Regions from separate parts of the Sus scrofa genome. Here regions 2, 3 and 4 are each linked to region 1. The links are chromatin contacts, called in public Hi-C and promoter capture Hi-C maps. All regions are on one chromosome and are shown on one strand. Each heading gives the region's core, a stretch centred on a gene start, on an enhancer-like site or on the middle of the called end of the contact. The rest is flanking DNA. Distances are from core to core; before and after follow the strand shown.

Region 1 (2,537 bases), core at 20-2,519:
AGGGCCATGTAAGATACAGCACAAAGGAGCTATTCTATTCCAGAGTGCGGGAGGAGGCTGACTTGGGGGAAACTCGCGCAGTCTCCTTGATTTTGCGGTTTCACACTGGAGGGGGCACAGCACATGCACGTTCGTGCACGTGTGTGAATAGTTACAGGACAACTGCGGGACGGAGTGGGGCGGGCGTGGATCTGCTAGAACCAATAAAGCTCTGATTAGGACGCATCTGAGACAGGTTTACAATGGTGTTTCTTGGATGTCAGCTCTCATTTTATTCAGAGGAAGGAAGTCCTGGGGCTGGGGGCGGGGATGCATATATTTCTCCCTTGTCACATCATTAGGAAGAGCTAAATTCAGCCAGGTGTTCCAATCCCAGGCCAGCGCTAGGGACGTTTCTCACCTTCACATTCTTCCAGTAATAACCCTACACATAGACACTGTGGGACACTGGCATCTCGATCAGAAAGGCACCTGATGGCAAGCAGCGTTGCACAGTTGTAACAGGGGAGTCAAGGACACTTTTGAGAATCTGATCTGGGCCTCTCCCCAGAGAAATACTCCGACTATTGCGTGTGTAATTTCAAGTGCCTGGGGAGGCAGGGGCGGAATCGCAGGCCTCCTGGAGCCCGTCGGTCTATCAGTTTCCAGGTTAAGAAGAAATTCTGTTCTGATTGGAGCCTAGATAGCAACGTCAAGAAAACCAGACGGATTTGGGAAGGGAGGCAAGTTAGGGGCGTTCCTCCTCTCTCCAAACACAACTGGAGTTTCGTCTCGGAGAAAAAGGGAGGGACTTGGCAGAAAGTCCTCGGAGAGGTGGAGCGCCAGGCTTGGACCCCCTCCCCCATGCCGAGGTCCCCTTCCCTATTCAACCTCCTTCTGCGACCCACGCCAGCATTGGCGTTCGGCAGCAGAAGGCTCGAAACGGAGCTGCGAACACTCAAAGCCCGGACGGCGGGAAGAGGACAGCGCACAGTGGCTTTTCCTTTATATTTTTCTTTAAATCGTGGGCTCCCGAGCCTCGCGTTTCAACCTCTCCTTTCCCAGTCTCTGCTCCCCACATCCCAGCTCCCAGTTCTCTCATTCTCCTTCTCTTCCCCCTCCTCCAACGTCCTCCCAGCCGCCTTTCTCGACCCTCGGCCTCCAGCCCCGCCTCCGCCGCCGCGGGGTTTCACCCGCGGCTGAGTGCAATCTGCATAGTGACCGCCCCTGTGGGAGATCATTGGTGCAACCCCTGCCCGTCACGGCCGATGATTGGTGGGCCCGCCGCTGGTTATTTGCATGTCGGCAGCAGCCGGGTACCCAGCTGTGCGGGCGGCCGGTTCAGCGCAGAAGTTTGCCGAGCGCTTTCAGGCCGGCTGGTCCGGGACTCGCGCAGCGCCGGGAGCCGCCTCCTTCTCCTGCCGCCGCCGCCCTGTTCTCTCGGGATTCCTTCTCTACGGAGGATAGACGCTCTGCCTGGGGGAAGTTGAAGTGGACTGGGGAGTGCTGAGGACGAGCAGCGGGGGACCGTTCCAGTGACAGCTTGGAATCGGGCCGCCAGACGCGGGGGGCTCCGGCAGCCGGGAATCTCGCCTACCTTCCCGCGGCCGCCGGAGCAGGCGGGCGGGCGATGCGGCGGCCAAGCCCCGCGGCGCCAAGAGGAAGGAGGGCGCCCGGGAGAGCTTAGAGCTTTTTCTGCCCACTTGGGGAAGGGCGCATGGAGTTGTGAGCGCCCCTCGCTCGGCGAGGCCGCCCCCGGCAGGCTCCCCATGGCCGGGACGTACAGTTCCACTTTGAAGACGCTGGAGGACTTGACCTTGGACTCCGGGTATGGGGCGGGGGACTCGTGCCGCTCTCTCAGTCTCTCGTCCTCCAAGTCCAACTCGCAGGCGCTCAACTCTTCGGCGCAGCAGCACCGCGGGGCGGCCTGGTGGTGCTATTCTGGCTCCATGAACAGCCGCCACAACAGTTGGGACACGGTGAACACGGTGCTGCCCGAGGACCCCGAGGTGGCAGACCTCTTCTCGCGCTGCCCGCGCCTCCCCGAGCTGGAGGAGTTCCCTTGGACCGAGGGAGACGTGGCCCGGGTGCTTCGCAAAGGTGCGGGCGCCCGGCGACTGCCCCTATTCTCCGCCGAGGCGGTCAGGCGCTTGGCGGGGCTGCTCCGTCGGGCGCTCATCCGTGTGGCCCGCGAGGCGCAGCGCCTGAGCGTGCTGCACGCCAAGTGCACCCGTTTCGAGGTGCAGAGCGCCGTGCGCCTGGTTCACAGTTGGGCACTGGCCGAGAGCTGCGCCCTGGCCGCCGTCAAGGCACTGTCCCTGTACAGCATGAGCGCTGGCGATGGGCTGCGCCGGGGCAAGTCGGCACGCTGTGGCCTCACCTTCTCCGTGGGTCGCTTCTTCCGCTGGATGGTGGACACCCGCATCTCCGTGCGCATCCACGAGTACGCGGCCATCTCGCTCACCGCCTGCATGGAGAACTTGGTGGAGGAGATCCGGGCCAGGGTGCTGGCCAGCCAGAGCCCCGACGGCGGAGGTGCTGGAGGCGGAGAGGTGTCC
Region 2 (2,537 bases), core at 15-2,514, 250 kb after region 1:
ACATGTTTAGAAACCTCAGTGCTTGCTGCATTTCATGAATAAAGCTCACTAACTGAACCTTAATCCTCCCTTAATTGGGCTTCTAACCTATGGATTTTAGCTGTTCTGTCTACTGTAAAACACTATGTCACAACCAATACTCCTATTTTACAAAGAAAGGACCAAGTATAAAATCTCAAGTAACTCAAGGAAAAGTGACAGAGGCAGGATTTATTCAGGTACCCTTGATTTCAGAACCTGAACTCTTTCCAGCTTACCAATCTGATTTGGCTTATCAGTTGTGTTGCTGGCCACACAAAGATCCCCGGTCAACAACTACTTATTGCTTCTCGATTTAGTTACAGCGGCAACCCCAGAAGTAGAACCTGATTTCAAAGAGCTTTCATTTTCCTTGGAGAAAATACTTAAGAGAAAGAAATGCGGGATAATCTGTCTAAAGATAGACAAAATTAGATGTAAAAATAACAGCTACAGACAGTGGTCTGATGAAAGTCTAGATTACTGTGGGCTAGGACAAGGAAGCCTTAACGGATGAGGGGGAAGATGACTTGTTTTTCACTCATTCATCTATTAGTCTAACACATATACACGGTGTCTATGTCCCAGGCACCATTCTAGGTGCACTGGCAAACAAAACCAAGTCCTGAATAAAGAATATAAAGAATAAGCATTGCGAAGTAGCTAAGGGTGTAGGAGGATCTAGAATCAAACTGCCTCAGTTCAATGCCCAGTGCTGCAATCGGGAAATGTGGGCAAGCTCTGTGGAAAGCAAAAGGCTGTCACCCACTCACTCACCCCGACATCCCCCCGCCCACCTCAGCTACAGTCCCTAGAGGGTGGAGATCAGCCACGCAACCTGTGAACGCGCTCGAGAAGCATTCCCGAGGGTGACCGCCTACTGAGGAAGAGGATCCTCTCATCTAGGAGAGTCCAGGTTGGGAGGCAGTCGGCGGGCTCCGGTATCAGCACGGATGCAGAGCGTTCATCCTGGAGCCGATCTCCTCCGGGCCCAGGAAGGACACGGACACCAATCCCGAAACCGACCCCCGCCATCCCGTGATGGATACCTGCGCCCCGACCTCAGCCAACTCCAACAAGCAGTGAGGCGGAAGCACGTGGGAACCCCTTCTGCGGTACCAGGAGCAGCCGGCCGTCCCCAGCGTATGCCTGACGGCCGACTGGTACAACTCAGGCGATGGTAGGCGGTGCGTGCGCCAGCGCATTGACGGCGCGGCCACAGCGAGCGAGGGGACCTCTTGCAACCCTGTCTCTGAGTGATGACGTCAGAAACCCAGGAGGCGGGGTTGCAGCAACTGCGGCTGTGCGGATTAGTCTCTACCCGCGAGAGCTGTGTTGCCGGGGTATTTTGTCATTGTCAGATACCCTGGTTACGTAGGACAGAATAAGCACAGACACGCCCGCACGCCCAGGTCTGTCACTGCTCTGGGCCGAGCTCAGGTGCCCAGATAGGTCTGGGGCAGCACACGGTATGTGGTCCAGGGTTTTCAGCAGTAGGTAGCGTGGTTCATGCGAAACGCTCCTGGATCGGTGCGTAATTTTGTCAGTTATTTAAATTAGCTTTCCATTTTAACGTAACTAGATGAGGAAACTCGATCTCCACACCTATCTCATTCATCTTACTTGACCCTCCTCATACTCGGTAATGACCTCATAGATCTGCCTGGGATTCCATAGGTTTTTCTACTCTCCTATTCGGCTGCTCTACTTTGTAGATCCCCTTAGGTCTATTACTGGGCTGTCAAATGCTGCCGCTGTTCTGAAAGCCGGCTCTGGAGCTCTGTTCTTCAGTTACCTCCCCTCCTCTCCCTCCTCCCCGACGAATTTGCTCAAGCAGCTGATTTAAAGGGCCACCTATACAGTTAGTGTTTTTGAACCACATCGCTGAACTTAAACGAATCCAACTGTTTGCTTGACATTTCTTGGATGCCTCAATCAGAATGAAGCTGAACTCATTCCTCTTCCCTCCTGAAACTCCCTCCTCAAATCGTTAATTCTGTACCTCCAAATCTAAGCAGCACCACCATTTTAGTCCAACACCCACCATTAAACTTTTGATTTAATGTCAAAGAAATGTCAGTATGTCAGAGACAAGGGATAAAGTGACCAAAACATTCCTGCCCTTCGTGAAACTTAATCTCGGTAAGTTTTAAGACAAAAAGCCATCCAGCAAGGAAAACTAGGGTGCTTCTTTAGAGGGGAAATGGAAGAATTCAGGTGGTGACACTGGTGCAAAGACCTGAATTTAAAAGAACGAATCTTAAGAACCTTTCAGGGAAGTCTTCCCACTCGTTAGGTTGAACACTTAGTGACTTGGCGATGGGAAGTCTCCACAAAGCAGCCAACATAGCCAGAGTACAGCAACCAAAGGAAAAACTGGGAAGTTAGGCCAGATAACAAAGGGCATGTGGGTGTCAGATCTGGAATTTAACTCTAGGTGTGACAGTAAACCACTGGAGTTTGAGTAATAGGAAAGTGACAAAATCTGATTTGCCCTCTTAAAAGGCTCTGGCTGGAGT
Region 3 (2,537 bases), core at 15-2,514, 200 kb after region 1:
AGAACTTCCTACCCAAAATGGCTGTGGTCACCCACCAGCCCCCTGCCCTGCCTCACGCAGGACCTGCATCCAGATAGGACTTTTGCTGGGCCTCAGGTTTCCTTTTCTGTCAAATGGGGGAGCTGGGAGTTCCTGTTGTGACTCAGCAGAAACGAATCTGATTAGCATCCATGAGGACGCAGGTTCAATCCCTGGCCTTGTTCAGTGGGTTAAGGATCCAGTGTTGCCATGAGCTGTGGTATAGGCTGCTATCATGGCTTGGAACTGCCATGGCTGTGGCTGTGGTATAGGCCGGCAGCTGCAGCTCCAATTTGACCCCTAGCCTGGGAACTTCCCTATGCCATGAGTGTGGCTCTAAAAAGACACCCCCACCCCCCACCAGAAAAATGGGGTAGCTGATGTGAAGTAGTTCCCTTTGTTAATAAGCACTCAAGGGCCACTAAGCTGGGCTGGAAGGACAGGAGCCCAGTGACAGGAATAAGGCAGCTGGCAGGGGCTGTCCTGATCTGCCTCTGTCTTTGGGGTTGTTTGAATAGTTGTTTGCAAACCTCTCATAGTCCAAACCTGTGTGGCCCAGTGAGGGGAGGGTCTGATGAGTGGACCCTTGACCTTTCCTTCCGTGGCTGCTGCCTCCAGGACCTGCGGAGCTCGAGCTGGCTGTGCCACCTGCTAAGGAGGGAGGACCGGGAGCCAGTAACTCAGGCCCAAGGGTTTTCTGGGGTCAGTTGTAGTTTGTCTTAGGAGTAAAGTCCAGGCAGAAATAAAGGGTTTTTTAAATGTTTCCTGCCTTGTGGTCACTGGGAACACTGCCCTGAGAGGCCGTGGTTCAGTGACCAATAAGCCGGGACTCAGGAGGTGGGAGACGCACACGGAGGAGACCTCAAGGGGTCAGTCCTGGGAAAGGCTGGTTGCCGGCTTTGCAGGGTGGGGCCCAGGCCCGGCTGCCTGAGGCCCAGCCTGGGGCTCTGGCCTCTGTAGGGAGAGGGCCTGGCACGAACCTACAGCGCCCTCTGGGGGCCGCAAGGAGGACTGGGGGAGGGTAAAGGAACGGTGACAAGGGAAGGATGGGACTCCTTTGAGCCCGCGTGTAGCAGGAACACACTCTCGAGCGACACTTAAATCTAATTAGAAAAAAAAAAAAAAAAGGTTCTCCCCAGGGGCTGCGAGGACGAGGAAAAGGCATGTTGGGTCCCTTACCTTGCCCCGGCGACTGGGCCACCTCCTCCGGCCAGGGCTCCAGCGTGTGGGGCCGTTTCTCCTCTGCTGCCTGCTCCAAGCTGTGAGCGGCCAGCAGCAGGCTGCGGGGAACGAACGTCTCCTTAGCAGGAGTCCCTGGAAACGGGCGGGATTTCCTTCTGCTCCAGCTGGGCCGCAGGCAGCCCTAAGCCAGGCTGACCGGGCTGGGGGTCTAAAGGAAACCCACCCAGACGGGAGGGAGCCCAAGTCCGGCTTGGGCTGGCCACCAAGGCTGCCACTGAGTCTGCCGTCCTGCGGTGCCTACCCCTGCACCCCCCCCACATTCCTCCTCTGTTACTCCCCGCCCTTCCTGCTCCCGCCAGTCCAGTCGCCAGCCAGATGCTGGGATTAGCACAGCAGAAGCGGTGCAGGCCACACAAGAAAAGCCTCAGCATCTCCCTTTCCTGCCGCCCCCAGCCCTCTGCAGAGACCACACCACCTTTCAACTTCCACCAGTTGTTTATAGCAGGGAGGGCAGCCCTGCTCCCAGGTCTGGAGCCTGAAGCGCCTACTCGGCCCCCCCAAACCTGCCCCGGGCGGGGGGGGGGGGGGTGCCAGCTCCGCCCCCTTCAGGCCCGAGGAGCCGCTGGTGCAATGGCCTCAGATAATGAGGCTACATTTTCCCAAGGTGACGGTTACTCATTTCCTCCCCTCCCCCAGCCTCAACAGCTCCCTTTGTGTGGTCTCCTGGTCACTCCGTCGTCCTCCGGGACCATGGGGGACAGATGAGCAGTGGAAGCGCTGAAGCAGGCCAGCCCTGGCCCCCTCCTGGCTTGGGGGGGTGGTGGGATGGAGACCATTTAGGAATCTTCTTTGTTCAGGCTTCTTCAGCACCTTCCCAGCCCGGCGACAGCATTCAGAGCCGGCCTATCTGAATTCATTTTGCAAGTGAGATTTCCTGAGACAGCGAGCTTTACAGATGTCGCTCTGTCTGGGGGCCAGATGGTGAGGTCTAGGGGAGGCGCTGCCTTTTTGGGTTTGGAGGAGAACCCAAGATCACAACCACGAAGTGCAGACACCTGTTTAGGAACACACGCTTTGCAAATAAAAAGCCAGGACTGTATCCAGTAGGTGAAATGCTCACTTCCTTCTAGTGCGCAGAGGGGAAGGCCCAAGGCCCCGTCAGGGGAGACGCTTGTCCGTGGACACAGAGCTGGACAGGTCTGACCGACACGCTCCTTGGTAGGACTCCGTGAGCGCAGGCTGTGGTTTTAGAACAAAGCCAGTCACTCGGTACAACTTAGTGCTGACATGAGCCACGGAACCCAGAGCGGCCTGGAGAGCGCCTGCTGCACGTCGGG
Region 4 (2,537 bases), core at 14-2,513, 140 kb after region 1:
TACAGGCTCTTCCTCTGCATGGGAACAACCCCTTCGCCAGACTGATAACTATTCATCAGCCACGTCCCTTCCTCCAGGAAGCCTTCCTTGACTACTAGGCCTAGGTAGTCTGGCTTAGAGACCCTCCTGGGCTCCTTGGTCTGACTCCATGTGGCCCTTTGCACATATTATTGACTTGGCTTGTGTACTGTTTGCTCTCCTTCACCAGACTGCAAACATCAAGAGGCTAGATCTGTTATGGCCTGTTCATTTTTCTATCCTCAGAGCATAGCCACTTCTAGCAGAGTATTGGCTCATTAGTTGAAGAAATGAGTGAGTGAGTAAAGAATAAATGACCCTTGCGTGGTGAGCAAAGCATGATTCTTTATCAGCACAGACCTTCAGGAAATAATAGGATAGATTAGTATCGGGTCCATCCCTTCCTCTGGATACTGATAAATACTTTTATATGATATCTGATGGCTTTATCCCAGAGGCACTGGCCCTGGGAATCAGGCCACTTATATGAATATTACAATAGAAGGATATTTACTACATATTTATGAAATGTTTTGCTAAATGCTTGCTTCTTTTAATTCTCAAATAATCCTGTGAATTATGAACTATTATTAGGTCTGTTATACAGATGAAAAAATTGAGGCTCAGAGAGGTTAAGTAACTAGTCCAACATCACACAGCCAATAAGATTGAGCGCTAAGTTTTGAACCTTCTTCCTTCTGACTCATGCTATTAAATCATCTGGAGTGTCTAATAGCCAGAGCCATTTGGAATGGGAAGCAAAGCTGACTGAAGCAGGTTATGTTTGTTAGAAGGACTCTAGCACAGTACATTTCTGACTAATGCACTCATGTTCTATTAATAAATATCTTGGCCTCCTGCCCTGGACCTTGTGATAATTGCCTCTTTTTTTTTTTTTTTTTTTTTTTAACTCCCAAGGAGTGACGTGTGTGTATTACAGGTGCTCGGGCTCATTTACCCTCTCCTTCTGCTGGGTTGACACGTGGAGACTTCTGCTCCCCTCTTTTTCCTGCCAGCAGCACTGCTCTCCCTGGGGATGTAGCTCAGATTTGGCTCCCAGGACAAGCTTTGCCTCCTCTCCCGTCTCCAGACCCACCTGTATTCCCAACCCCCAGCACTGGCAACACTGTCACCTTTTCATGCTTGGTGACACTGGGCTTTGTGGCATGAGGATTTCCCTGGCTCTCGCTGTCCTCAGTGCCAGTATGTTGCAGCCTGACCCTGCCCCCGTACTGGCGGTCCAGGCCACTGCGTGGCTGCGCCGTGATCATGCAGGCTCAACGCAGTGAGTATGCAGTTGGGCTGAGTGTCAGCAGGATGCCACAGGAAGGGTGTCCCCCCAACACCCCCCATGAGGTGGCCCCTGAGTCACCACCATCTGGCCAGGTGAATGGGCTGGCTCTCAGAGGGGCTGATTTGGGAATGAGACCTGCAGATAAAAATCTCACCTCCTGCTTAGGAAATAGGACAGTTTGTGCCTGAATTTCTTTTTTCTTTTTTTCTTTCTTTTTTTTTTTTTTTTTGTCTTTTTAGGGCCACACCCGCAGCAATGGAGTTTCCCAGGCTAGGGGTCCAATTGGAGCTACAGCCACAGCAACTTGGGATCTGAGCCACGTCTGCAACCTACACCACAGCTCATGGCAACGCTGGATCCTTAACCTACTGAGTGAGGCCAGGGATCAAACCCGCAACCTCATGGTTCCTAGTCAGATTCATTTCTGCTGCGCCCTGACGGGAACTTCCTGAATTTCTTTCCCTTGGTGTTTTTTTTTTTTTTTTTTTTTTCTTCTTCTTTTTTTTAAAGTACTGTCTATATAGGAAACAAGTTTTCCTTTTTTTTTTTTTTTTTTTTTTGCCACTGTGAGCTCACAAAAATGTTGTAATAATGATTTTGTTTAGGAGTTCCCATTGTGGTGCAGGGGAAATGAATCCTATTAAAATATGCGTGTTCATTATTTATTCTGTAGGAAAAAAAAGATGTGAAGAATAATAGAGAAAAAAGTCATCTGAAGTTCTCCCGTGCAGAAATAACTATCTTTTATGTTAGATGACCTCCATTCTGAGTTTGTAGGTAGTTAGATCATAGTACTTTTTTTTTAAACATTCCCCTTGTTTTCTTATATAAAAATTTAATGTCATAGTTCTCTTGTGGTGCAGCAGTTTAAGGACCTGGCATTGTCACTGAAGTGCTAGGGTCACTGCTGTGGCACAGGTTTAATCCCTAGCCCAGGAACTTCCATATGCCATGGGCATGGCCAAAAAAATTTTTTTAATTTGAGCTAACTACTTTTCTGTCATTTTTGAAATTATGGATATTCCCATGCTCAGAGGAAACATTTTATCACCCTCTGCTCCAAGTGCATCTCCCCCATCACATCCCGTTTCTTTATAACAATCACTTTTTACTGCACCAGTAAATCATATTCACTTTAAGAAGTTTAGAAAGCACAGTAGTTCTAAACATATTTATAGCCCCAGCATAGAGAGAAGCGCTCTCACCTAGGTGATTATATGCATGA

The links. Promoter capture Hi-C pulls out the DNA fragments that hold promoters and counts their contacts. A called contact is a pair of places that touch in the nucleus more often than the background predicts.
Region 2: a contact with region 1 is called in a Hi-C map of skeletal muscle, with 4 times the contacts expected there. The contact joins the promoter of NAT10 here to the promoter of ABTB2 in region 1. A contact is called at or near these places in 3 of 5 promoter capture datasets (fetal liver, fetal skeletal muscle and liver), 4 of 47 Hi-C or Micro-C datasets (embryonic fibroblasts, heart right ventricle, liver and 1 more) and 1 of 2 datasets of contacts at active chromatin or transcription factors (alveolar macrophages).
Region 3: a contact with region 1 is called in a promoter capture Hi-C map of fetal liver, with 8 times the contacts expected there. The contact joins the enhancer-like site here to the promoter of ABTB2 in region 1. A contact is called at or near these places in 5 of 5 promoter capture datasets (fetal liver, fetal skeletal muscle, liver and 1 more), 25 of 47 Hi-C or Micro-C datasets (adipose tissue, alveolar macrophages, blood and 15 more) and 2 of 2 datasets of contacts at active chromatin or transcription factors (alveolar macrophages and skeletal muscle).
Region 4: a contact with region 1 is called in a promoter capture Hi-C map of liver, with 11 times the contacts expected there. The contact joins the enhancer-like site here to the promoter of ABTB2 in region 1. A contact is called at or near these places in 2 of 5 promoter capture datasets (fetal skeletal muscle and liver), 16 of 47 Hi-C or Micro-C datasets (adipose tissue, alveolar macrophages, embryonic fibroblasts and 9 more) and 1 of 2 datasets of contacts at active chromatin or transcription factors (skeletal muscle).

What each region holds. Positions count from the first base shown.
Region 1 is chr2:26,578,257-26,580,793 of Sscrofa11.1, forward strand. It overlaps ABTB2 (ankyrin repeat and BTB/POZ domain-containing protein 2), which reads left to right and starts at 1,270. Exons shown (of 17, transcript XM_003122881.5): 1 at 1,270-2,537. The coding sequence starts at 1,749.
Region 2 is chr2:26,825,796-26,828,332 of Sscrofa11.1, forward strand. It overlaps NAT10 (RNA cytidine acetyltransferase), which reads right to left and starts at 1,265. Exons shown (of 29, transcript XM_003122875.5): 1 at 1,068-1,265.
Region 3 is chr2:26,782,312-26,784,848 of Sscrofa11.1, forward strand. No RefSeq gene overlaps it. Among named protein-coding and RNA genes, the nearest start is that of NAT10, 43 kb to the right of the region's middle. Within about 2 kb of position 1,265, at least 40 of the 83 cell types and tissues checked have an H3K27ac peak or open chromatin away from gene starts, as enhancers often do. A contact at or near this core is called in adipose tissue, brain, epiblast stem cells and 6 more, where this site is marked.
Region 4 is chr2:26,716,483-26,719,019 of Sscrofa11.1, forward strand. All of the region lies in intron 1 of ABTB2 (ankyrin repeat and BTB/POZ domain-containing protein 2), which reads left to right. Among named protein-coding and RNA genes, the nearest start is that of NAT10, 110 kb to the right of the region's middle. Within about 2 kb of position 1,264, at least 18 of the 83 cell types and tissues checked have an H3K27ac peak or open chromatin away from gene starts, as enhancers often do. A contact at or near this core is called in fetal liver and liver, where this site is marked.